Linked DNA regions of Mus musculus: region 1 is linked to region 2. The links are chromatin contacts, called in public promoter capture Hi-C maps. All regions are on one chromosome and are shown on one strand. The core of a region is the stretch at or near the end of the contact, and the rest is flanking DNA. Distances in the headings are between cores, read along the strand shown. Region 1 overlaps Lrpprc (leucine-rich PPR-motif containing). Region 2 overlaps Lrpprc (leucine-rich PPR-motif containing).

Region 1 (5,532 bases), core at 1,057-3,556, 68 kb before region 2:
CTGTGACAGCATGCCCATTGCTAATGATGTGAAGCCAGAATTGACTTCATAGTAATTCAGGTTAGGATAGAGTGTTTGCTTGGCATATGGGAAACTCTGGTTTAGTCACCAGCCTTGTACAAGGAAATTAATGGAAAAAATAAATTCTGGATTGTGGTGTTGTTGCTGCTGTTGTTGTTGTCGATGATAATGTATACTAGCATTTAAAGCTCCATTAAAAAGACGTTGTACCTCACAGAGACTGAACTGCCAACCAGGGAGCCTGCATGGGGCTGACCTTGACTCTCCACACGTATGTCACAGTTGTGTAGCTTGGTCTTCATGGGAGACTCCCAACAGTGGGAGCAGGAGCTGCCTCTGCCCCTGTCACCTGCCTTTGGAACCCTTTTCCCTGCCTTCTCTAGCCTTAGTAGGAGAGGAGGTGCCTAGTCACACTGCATGATATGCCAGAGGCTGGTTAATATCCAGCCTGCCCTTTTCTGAAGAGAACAGAGGAGGAGTGATGGGGGAAGTATATAGAAGAGGCAGGGAATAGGAGGAGAGGAGTGGGGGAAATGGGTAAACCGCAGTCGGGATGTAAAAAAAGTTGTGTGTGTGCTCTTTAATAGTCCTCTGATTTGAGTTGTATAGAAGTTAGCAAGTCCACCTCTACTGCTCAAAAAGTTCTGCATTATATGAATTATTGCACGGTGTTCTGAGTTATCAATAGTTTTTGATGATTATTATAGTAACGAATAACCATTGAGGCTTTTGATAAGTAGGGGGAAATATGCATCTTCTCTGGTTTGTGGATGATAACATATCATTTAAGTAATTCTGCTTACTTAACAAACAGCTGTCCGCACACTTGTGCATGTGCAGAGGATATCACCTTATTTGGCAATATCCCTAGGTCCCCCCTCCCGCTCCCCCGCACCGTAGTTTCTGATTTATTTCTGTATATGTGATGGTCAGGTGGTTGTGATTTGTCTCTGGTCACTGGTATAATTTCTACTCTAGTATCAGTTACAGACTGCTTTATAAGTGACAGAGCTTTTGATGCAACTTCACATACATAGTCAATTTATGATGTAGGAAAACGGTGGCTTTGGGGACAGTGAGAAAAAACCTAGGGATTTGCATGCTAAACACATGCTCTGTCGCTGACTTGGGCACTTAGCTCACCACTGACTGGTAAAAAGGTCTACAAGCCAGAGAATGTGGTTATCCTGAAAGTATTTCTTGACTTAATATTTTTAGGCATAATATGTAATATAACTTAGTGGCAGCTAAAAATAAGATATTTGAAGTAGTTCCCCAAGAATTGCATATGTTAAAAAGTAAGATCCTGAATTCATAGAAAGCCTTTAAAAATCAAAGATTTATGTATGACAGTATTTTTTACATGTAAGGATTATATTTTAGATTTGACATTTGTAAATCAAGTATAGCATTTATTCCTATAGCATGGAAAACCACTGGTAGCATGTTTTAGAACACTGAAATGTATATTAGACTCCACTATCAAAATATTGATTTAAAGAGAGTTGCTTCTTCTAGAGATATCGGTAGCTCAGATTGTAGGGTGCTCGATTAGCATGGGCCCCGTCCCTGCACTGAATAACCTGCGTCGCAGGCCTGCTATCCCAGCAGAGGTAAAAGCAGGGAAAATAGAAGTTCAAAGTTATTGTTGGTTCTATTGGCAGTTCCAGGCCAGCCTGGACTAAATGAGACCCTGTTTCAAAAAATAAAAAATAAAAGATACATTATTCTGTAGAAACATTATTATGATCTTAGCTAAGCTCTTATAACATCTTTAAAAATAATGTTTACGCTCAGAGTGAAGTTTCACTTTTGATGGTTACTACTTTAAAGAGCGAGGGAAGCATTCAAACTGTTGACAGACACAGAGCCGTGAAAGCGGGCGCCTCGTTCATAAGGACGTAACCTAGTTACAGTCATAATAAGCTTATGCCCAGAAAAAAACCTGAAGGTGGTTTGCGAGTTTGGAGTCCACCTTGGCCTTGTGTCTCACTTTCCCGAGTGTGAGGAGCTGGTTATGTCTGGGCTGCTTTATTCTCCTTTAGTAAGGAAACATCGTATTAGCTTGTTGGTTTGAAATGACTTCAGGTTGAAGGTTATCAATCCACTCAGAAGCACTGGGGTGTGTGTGTGTGTGTGTGTGTGTGTGTGTGTGTGAGAGAGAGAGAGAGAGAGAGAGAGGGAGAGGGAGAGGGAGAGGGAGAGGGAGAGGGAGAGGGAGAGGGAGAGGGAGAGAGAGAGAGAGAGAGAGATTGATTTGTTGCTAGTGTATATTTCTCCAAGTATCTCTGCTATTTCATTGCAGTTTTAGTGACTATCAGAACTTGGTAACTTCACACAAGTGATGCCCTGTGTAGATAACAGTTTATTTACTTAGTTTGTTATTAATTGTGTTTCATTTTACAGAGAGCGTCTGAGCCAAGCCAGATTGTATGCCATCGTTGCTGAGAAAAGGGATCTTCAAGAGGAGCCTGCTCCTGTGAGAAAGAACAGCAGTCAATTTGACTGGGCTCTGATGAGACTGGATAATTCTGTCCGGAGAACAGGCCGCATCACAAAGGGGCTTCTGCAGAGAGTCTTTGAGAGCACGTGTAGCTCAGGTATTTGAGAGTTTCTCTGTAGGAAGCTGAAGTTTTTAACGCGTTTCCGGAAGCTCGCTGCCCTGGGAAGAGTGTTATCTGACATTGTCAGCTGTCACTGTGGTACTTGCTGTTGTTCATCTGTCTGCTGTGACTCTCCCTGGGAAGAGTGTTATCTGACATTGTCAGCTGTCACTGTGGTACTTGCTGTTGTCCATCTGTCTGCTGTGACTCTGATCCTGCTGTCCTTCCAGTTCATCCAGGCAGAGTTTGAAGTAACATAAAAATACCTTGTTCAGCGTTCATTTCAGAGTCAGCAAATAGAAACGTCCATTGCTCGCCCTGGCGTCTAGGGTTGCTTGCAGTGGTAAGCTGAGGTGGAAGGCACCAGCTTTTCTCTTCTTTCCTTGTGGTGTCAGCTTCTCCCGAGATGAGCGCATCGAAGGCTGATAGACACCAGTCAACTGTTAAACAGGTAGCCCTGACAGGAGCTGCAGGCCCTGTCCCCAGGCTTTCCCTCTCACATCACAGCTACAAAGGCGAATGGGCTAACACGTACAATTTTGTGTGCATTTAAAGAAGATTCGATAAACTCCTAGAGCCTGTTTGTGGGGTCCATTCTGTATAAAGCAGATCTTCTGTGCACTGAAGGACCAGAACCTCCCATCTACTCAGAGCTGTCACAACTCTCCATGGGCACCCTCCCCAGCCCCTCTCATCTTTCAGGTTCTAGGCACCCACAAGTGTATTTTCTGCCCCCTTAGGTCCTTGCTCTGGATGTACTTGTAGATGGAGTTATACAATACGTGTTTATTTTTGTTTCATCTTGAAGTTGTTTTTAGGGACATGGAGATGAACTTAAGTTTGATAATGATGAGTTCTTGTCTGCTTTCTGTCATTGTCATAAGACACCAAGAAGCTTAGCCTCGAACACGTAGCAAGCACTGCTTAAAAATTTGTTTCTCAGGCTGGTGAGATGGCTCAGTGGTTAAGAGCGCCGACTGCTCTTCCAAAGGTCCCGAGTTCAAATCCCAGCAACCACATGGTGGCTCACAACCATCCGTAATGAAATCTGATGCCCTCTTCTGGAGTATCTGAAGACAACTACAGTGTACTTACATTAAATAAATAAATATTTAAAAAAAAAAAAAATTTGTTTCTCTTTGGACTTATTAGTTTTACAGATTGTGTAAGTTTTGTAGGCTTTTTAAAGCAGACTACTAGTACAATTTTAAGTTGTAATATTTATTAGTGTTGTGGATTGGGTGGTGTCTGGGTACTGTCTTGTCTTTGGTGAGCCATGAGGCTGTGGATGGTTAAAGGATATTTTTCTTGATCTCTTTGAAAAGCCTGAGGGTGTTGAAATCGTTTATAAGCTTCAGATTACACTGTGTTGATGCCTCCGTGGAATTGGGGCAGTCACCGTGCTCCATGAACTGTTTCTGCACAGGTAGCCCAGGGAGCAATCAAGCTCTGCTTCTGCTGCGCAGCTGTGGCTCGCTCCTGCCCGAACTGAGTCTCGCCGAGAGGACAGAGTTTGCTCACAAGATCTGGGACAAACTTCAGCAGTTAGGTATGATTGTTTTAGTGCATAACGTAAGGTATGTTTTTTTTTCTGTTCCACTGTGTTCTTCACATAAGTATTATAAACTTACTTTATCGTGACTTTTTTTTTTAAAGATTATTTATTATTATATGTAAGTACACTGTAGCTGTCTTCAGATCTCATTACAGGTGGTTGTGAGCCACCATATAGTTGCTGGGAATTGAACTCAGGACCTCTGGAAGAGCAGTCAGTGTTCTTACCTCCTGAGCCATCTCGCCAGCCCTTATCATGACTTCTTGATTCAGTACTTTTTTGCAATATGTTTATTTGGTGAGCTTAGTGACACCTAGGGGCATTAAGAATAAAGTAGTTTTCATATTATGAATTAGAATTTTGATAAGTGAGAAAACAGTCACTGAGCTACGGTTGTAACTTAACTCACTCCACAGTCCCAAAGCATTGTTAGAGCTCAGCTCCCAGGGAGCGACTCACACAAGAGGCTCTGCTGTAGCTCCTTAGATAGCAGGGGGCTCACTGGGGTCAGATCTATACGTTATGGAGCGTCTGTGATAGAGTGCCATCAATCTGCGCACTGGTGAACTAGACACAAAAATGAAGATGCTGAGCAGCATACACGGTGTGCCATTACCACAGTGAGTGCCTTTCCCTGTGTATGTGTATCCACTATATTGAAATATTTCTGGTCTGAAAAATGATAAACACCACATATAATTTTTACTGAGTACATTCTGTTTTTGCTGTTGCTCTGTTGAGACAGGCTTCCGCTACGTTATTCTGGCTAACGTGGATCTTGATCTCAGAGGATGGTTACCTTCAGTGTTGGGACTAAACGTTGTCACCATGCCTGGCTAAATGTCTGTTTTTAAAATTTTGAACCAGCTGAGTTATAGTGGTACATGTCTTTAATCCCAACACTTGGGAGACAGAGGCAGGCAGCATTCTATAAATTTGAGGCCAGTCTAGTCTACATAGTCTTAAAAAAAATCCAAAACTAAAATTTTGAATATTAAAAAATAATTCAAAGCCCACTTGATAACTGGTATTCATTCCCGATTTTTAAGTGATTGAAGAGCAGAAGGAAGCTGAGTCAATGTGATAAGTCTAAAGCCGTCCACCCTGTGTGCACCGCCTTTCCCACCTCTTGAGTTGATTTTTTTTTTTTTTAAAAAAGTGTTGATGCTTTAAAAAAAATACATTTTAGGACATTCTGTGGTAATTTTGTTGCACAGCCATGTTATGAATCTAACACATCATTCCTTGTAATGCCCTACTAAAAATCATCACAGTACTAAAGAGATTGGATTCCCCAACATGGTGCCTGCCTATAAGGTCACACACATCCCAGGAGAGCTGTGAATGTAACTG
Region 2 (5,750 bases), core at 1,697-4,196:
GGAAATGTTCGATCCTAATTATTATGTTCATTATTTACTATTAAAATTAATCATGTTAAAATGTATTTTATCTTTAGTCTTAGACTAAACATTTATAATTCATAAAATAGACTCCACAGCTGCTGACTCTTAGGTATGTATGCATGCTCCATACAAGCTGTATGTGCATGTGTTCATGTACACTTCCATGTGTGTATATAAAATGTGAACATGTGTGCCTCGTTATTAAAACACTTCTTTTATAAAAATTAAAGTCATTTCTTTTCCTAACCAGCAGTTCTTTAGCATCTTAACACACTGCTACAGTACTGATTCAGGACTTAGGAAGCCTGTTAAGAACACACACGTCTCCATGGTTGTGATGTGTAGCTTTGTGATAAGAACCTGGCCAGCAAACATAAGACCCTGAGTTCTCTTCCAAGCATCTCTCCCCGTCAGTACACATCCACAAGAAGAGAAGTGTTCAGACTCGATCCATCGCCCTTGGAGAGGGACAGGCAGGCAGCCAGATTTCTTTGATGTCCCTGATGCCTTACACATACTAAGGTGTTGTGAGAGTGAACAAGATGGTTTAGGCTCATAACCCCAGAGCTCAGAAGACTGCTGCAGGGGGATCATGAGTTTGATGACAGTCTGAGCTGTGTAATGAAACCTTCTCAGAAAAACAGTCTAAGAACAGTCTAGAATTGGTCTTGCTAGCACTTTTGAGGGAAATGTTCTTTAGTAGTTAAGCTTGGATGTATAGATACAGGATTAAAATGCTATTTTGCAAGAGGTACTTTTGTTTGTTTATTCCTGTTTCTTTTAGTAGAAAATGTTTTGGTTTTAACTTTAAACTGTTTCCTTGGGGCTAGAGCAACGGCTCATTTCTTTATGAGTCAATCAATGTCTTCCAGAAGACCCAGGTTCAGTTCCCAGCACCCACATGGCAGCTCCCAGCCATGTAGGCTCTGACACCTCCCCTGATGTCTGTACAAACATACAGGCAAGACAGCCATTATAGACTTAGACTATTTCCCTAAATAGAGTTTCAAACTTCATTTTTAATAAGAAAATGTGATTTTTAAAATTTGATCTATGTAAGAGCTAGATGAATATTTTAAATTTATGATATATTATTTTTTATGCTGTGGAAAATGTTTTTATTCACTTAATAACTCTTCTACCTAAGTCCATAAGACGCTTGTTTTTAATTAGAATTCTTTTTTTTTTAAGATTTATTTACTATTATACATAAGTACACTGTAGCTGTCTTCAGATGCACCAGAAGAGGGCGTCAGATCTCATTACAGGTGGTTGTGAGCCACCATGTGGTTGCTGGGATTTGAACTCAGGACCTTCAGAAGAGCAGTCAGTGCTCTTAACCGCTGAACCATCTCTCCAGCCCAGAATTCTTACTCTTAATATACTAATTTCAACATGAAGTTGATTTATGTCAGCACGTTATAACTGCACAGATCAGTCATAGATTGTCTCATCACAAGACAGTGAGAAGGATATTGTTTCCTACTTTGTTCAGGAAGGCCACAGAATTTCTTTTCTCCCCCCCCCCCCCCAAAAAAGTGCCCTTTTCTGAGGATTCTAGTATTGAGTATTTTCCAAATATATGGTGCCCGATGAAAAGAAGTCTCTGTTAGCCATGAAAGTACAACTTTTGGTGTATGATCTTTTTATTTTTTTTCATCTCCAAATGTCATATGTTGTCTTTGCTTCATATTCTAATGCCCTCTGTGATCTATAAAGCCAAAATTATAGCATTTTATATCTATATAACTAGGTTATGTTACATGATAGGCTTTGAAAATTATTAGTTATTAATCTGCTTATAAATATAGTCCCTTTTTTCTGAAGTATTTGCATGAGTATCCACATGAGTTAAAACGGACTGCAATTTTATACAAGTAAATACTTTATTGTGATTTTGTTTTCATTTACAGTAATAAACTTGATGCTGCCATAGAAAACATTGAGCACCTGCTTGCTTCCGAGAACCAAGCCATAGAACCTCAGTACTTTGGCTTGTCGTATCTATTCAGAAAAGTGATCGAAGAGCAGATGGAACCAGCGCTAGAGAAGTGTGAGTTGCCTTGCTGTTAAAAGAGCGTAGAAGCTCATCTTTGTCTTGGGTGAAATTGGCCCAGACTTCTTTGGCCCGTGAGCCATTCCCGTTTAGTGAACGCTTTTCCTTACCTGTGTTTCTTGCAGTAAGCATCATGTCTGAGAGAATGGCGAATCAGTTTGCACTTTACAAGCCCGTCACTGATCTATTCCTGCAGCTTGTGGATTCAGGCAAGGTGGATGAGGCCAGAGCTCTCTTAGAGGTAATGACTCCTCATCGGGACTCGGAGCTCATGAGAATTGAACTGGGAGAGGACTAGACCGGAGTGCACGGGATGGATGAAACTCCTGCTAGAACCCTGAAGTTCAGTGTCAATCCAGATTGCATGACGACCCTGTGGGCTGTCTATTGCCAGTTTTAAAGATGTCAGGTCGAACTGGAAATCCTAGTAATTAAGACAGGCGTCGAGTAGGAAACTGAGACAAGTGGTTCTGCAAAGATGGCTAATGCAAAGCATCAAATCCTTTGGTTTCCTAATTTCTTTAATGCTCTAAATACTGTGCATCACCATGGCAACACAGTTTGCAAACAAGAAGTAGGAAATGTTTGCTTTTCACGTACAGCTTCTCACTTGAATACTCAAACATTCTCAGTGCCTTATTCAAGGTTTATTAAGAGTTGAATTTGCTTTCTATTCACTAATGTGTCACAGACACATTAAATGACAAATGTGGCTCTCTCTGTGGCCCGCACTCAGTTAAATCAGCAATCTGGAGGAGAGGAGACGACTGCTTTCATGCCATTTTAACAGCTCTAAATAGAAAGCTGTGCCAAGCGCGCTGGAGCGGTGGGTGATCCGCCGCCGCTGGCAATGTACACAAACAGGCACCGCCGGGGGCCCCTTCCCAGCAGGTGGCAGTCAAACAGTCACGGTGATCCCGCCAGCGGCTGTGTTTGTGTAGACTCCCTGTGTCAAATTGAGGCCTGGGACCAATTTCTGATTGTAAATACTGTTATGTTCACTTCCGCTCCTACCAGCTGGGAGGAGTCAGTGAAGATGTGGACGGCACGCTCTAGCCACTGGCTTGAGCTCCAGGTTTGATCCAAGTGTGTCTAGCTTGACAGCACAAGCCACGCCACTTACAGAGGCGTGTCTGAACATTTTCCTCTGCTTTAACAGATTGCTTCTGTTTGGTTTGGTTTGTTTACTTCCTTTGTAGGAAATTGGACAGATAGTTTTCTGGGAATCTTCATTGTTCTCTCAGGCAGCCTTTTATGCTTTATCTCCCTGGGTTTGGTGCTAACAGGTTACCCTGGGCTGTAAGCAGATACCTAGTCACACTGGTGAAGGTGTTCTTTCACCTTGAACACACTCTTCTAATTGTTCTCTAGAGGAGGACCTTGCTGGCTCTACCAGCTCATTGTGAGCCACCATTTTCATGCCTTCCAGAGAAGTAGAATTGCCAGCAGCCATGCTCAGAGCTGTCTCCAGCAGCCGTACCACACCTTGGAGCTCTTGGTGGTGGCTGAGTGCAGACCTGACAGCAGCCGCATCTCTGCCTGCCACACAATGAAGAGCTGAGCTTCTCTAGTGAGGAGCGCTTGGCTCCCGGGTGTTTATGACGCCAATGTTGTGTGTGTCCCAGCCGTTTTTTTGTGCTGTTCATCTTAGCATTGACAGTGTTGTAAAGCTTTGAGCAAGCACTGTGCTGTCAGAAACGTGGAGGATGACATCTGCGATGATGTAAACTAAAATATTGTCTTGCCAGATTTCATTTGACTAAAGCATGTAGGACTGGATAGACACTTGATTTATCTGGTCTGTCATAGAAACTTTGTTAGTATAACTTTTGTCTCTTTCTCGAGCACTGGCTGTCTGTTGCAGTGAAAGCCTTTTATAACTGCAGAGATTGAAATCAGTCCTTTTGTATGCATAAGTGTAGGTAATTATACTTTAAAGAGAACTTGCTTTGTACATTTTAATTTTTATAAAGAAACGAGCAGTTATCTCCCTGACACCTTATTAAATGTATAATTAACCTTATGATCCCTAGCTCACTTGTGAATGCTTGGCAGAGTAATTGGCGAGGAGTGGTGGTCCTTCCTCCCTCTTTCTTTGCAGTCCTGAGCCTTGTTCTGTGCTTGTTGAAGCATTAGTTTAATTTTTCCCTTTTCTCTTTAAACAAACTTCATCCCTGATGCAGAGAGCCACACTCACCAGGGTTGACACAGCTCGCCCATCGCCCCCTTTCGTGCCTAAGTAAACCTGGCCAGATGCTGGGCTCCTGGTGGGCATGGTGCGTTGCTGTGTCACCGGGAACTTCCTTAATTGGGAGATTTGCCCTGGCTGGCTCACTTAACACCGCCACTGACACTGCTCTGCCTTTCAGAGATGCGGTGCCATTGCCGAGCAGAGCTCGCTTCTGTCGGTGTTCTGTCTGAGGACTTCTCAGAAACCGAAAAAGGTACGGAGCTTTGTTAGAGCCGTCCAGTCAGATGGTCCTGACCCATTGCGGCTCAGAACCTCACTGACAACTCCACAGAAAGGGAGACATGGCCTGTCTATATTTGGCTACTTTTTAAAAGTGTGTGTGTGTGTGTGTGTGTGTGTGTGTGTGTGTGTGTGTGTGTATGTGTAAGTATGTAAAAGACAACAGGCCCTATTTTATGTTTTGGATGCTATTGTATGGTTTGATGGTAGAACCTTCTTAGGGTGCACCAAATCCTGACATGACCCTCAGTCTTATGTCCTCAGGAGATGGGCAGGAAGGAGTTCAGGAGAGCCTCGGGCGGATCTGACTCTGTGCTGTGGGGTTAGGACCTTTAAGTGCTGAGCACAGTGCATTGGCAGTGCAGTGGGTACTGAGCTAGACTGGACTTGGGTAAGAACTACGTGAAGGTCACTGCAGACTTACTGAGTCTTCTCTGCAGGAAGTCCTCCAGGCAGTGAAGGACCCTCCTGGGAAACCCTAATGCACTTGTGTACCAGATAGGGGGCGCTGCAGAGCCTTTATCTTCATAGTTTATCCTGAATTCTTTTTTACATTAAAATACAACTTATTTCTGTAAAGTTTATCTTACAACTTTTTGATAAGTTAACAGTTGATAAAAGAAGTGTTCAGTCCTTTGATTTTGTTTTATATTTATTTTTGAAAGCACTCAGATATGTAAATGAGATGCCTTTAATTATTAAAAATGTTGATTTTTATCTGGCTATGATTTATCAAATTAATATCAAATGCTGAGATAAACAGAAGTCAAATGATCCATTAAGTCACGCGGTGGCTATGCTCTGACTGTAGTAGTTTGTGACACTGTGTGTGTCTGCTACCTCTGCAGACTGCTTTTGAGTATTACCTCTGTTTACCTTCTAGGCACCAGTTCTGAAGACTTTGTTAGAACTGATTCCTGAGTTACGTGATAACGATAAAGTATATTCTTGCAGCATGAAAAGCTATGGTAATAAATTTAATCGTGCTACGTTATTCAAGTGATGTAAATATTTCTAAGTATAGTCAACTGTGAGATCAGCTCAAAGGAATATTCCTCAATTTCAGATAATTACTCATTTACTTAGCTCTAGAATATGTTCTTAAACTATAGAAAAGCATGAAATTGTTCCTAGAGCTTTAACATTGAAAAACGTTCCTGAACACCTCCAGAGTGTGCCGGGCCGGGCAGACTCTGTGAG

What was found. Capture Hi-C pulls out chosen DNA fragments and counts their contacts.
Region 1: a contact with region 2 is called in a promoter capture Hi-C map of pancreatic islet. The contact joins two enhancer-like sites. A contact is called at or near these places in 3 of 39 promoter capture datasets (the 3T3-L1 cell line, embryonic stem cells and trophoblast stem cells), 18 of 484 Hi-C or Micro-C datasets (the AML12 cell line, bone marrow-derived macrophages, cerebral cortex and 8 more), 4 of 115 datasets of contacts at active chromatin or transcription factors (embryonic stem cells and large pre-B cells) and 3 of 9 other capture datasets (adipose tissue, embryonic stem cells and pancreatic islet).

What each region holds. Positions count from the first base shown.
Region 1 is chr17:84,774,030-84,779,561 of GRCm38.p6, reverse strand. Lrpprc (leucine-rich PPR-motif containing) reads left to right here. Exons shown (of 38, transcript NM_028233.2): 2 at 2,428-2,621; 3 at 4,051-4,173. Among named protein-coding and RNA genes, the nearest start is that of Lrpprc, 14 kb to the left of the region's middle. Within about 2 kb of position 2,306, at least 27 of the 459 cell types and tissues checked have an H3K27ac peak or open chromatin away from gene starts, as enhancers often do. A contact at or near this core is called in pancreatic islet, where this site is marked.
Region 2 is chr17:84,706,862-84,712,611 of GRCm38.p6, reverse strand. Lrpprc (leucine-rich PPR-motif containing) reads left to right here. Exons shown (of 38, transcript NM_028233.2): 33 at 1,938-2,077; 34 at 2,206-2,321; 35 at 4,450-4,524; 36 at 5,434-5,518. Among named protein-coding and RNA genes, the nearest start is that of Abcg8, 27 kb to the right of the region's middle. Within about 2 kb of position 2,946, at least 35 of the 459 cell types and tissues checked have an H3K27ac peak or open chromatin away from gene starts, as enhancers often do. A contact at or near this core is called in pancreatic islet, where this site is marked.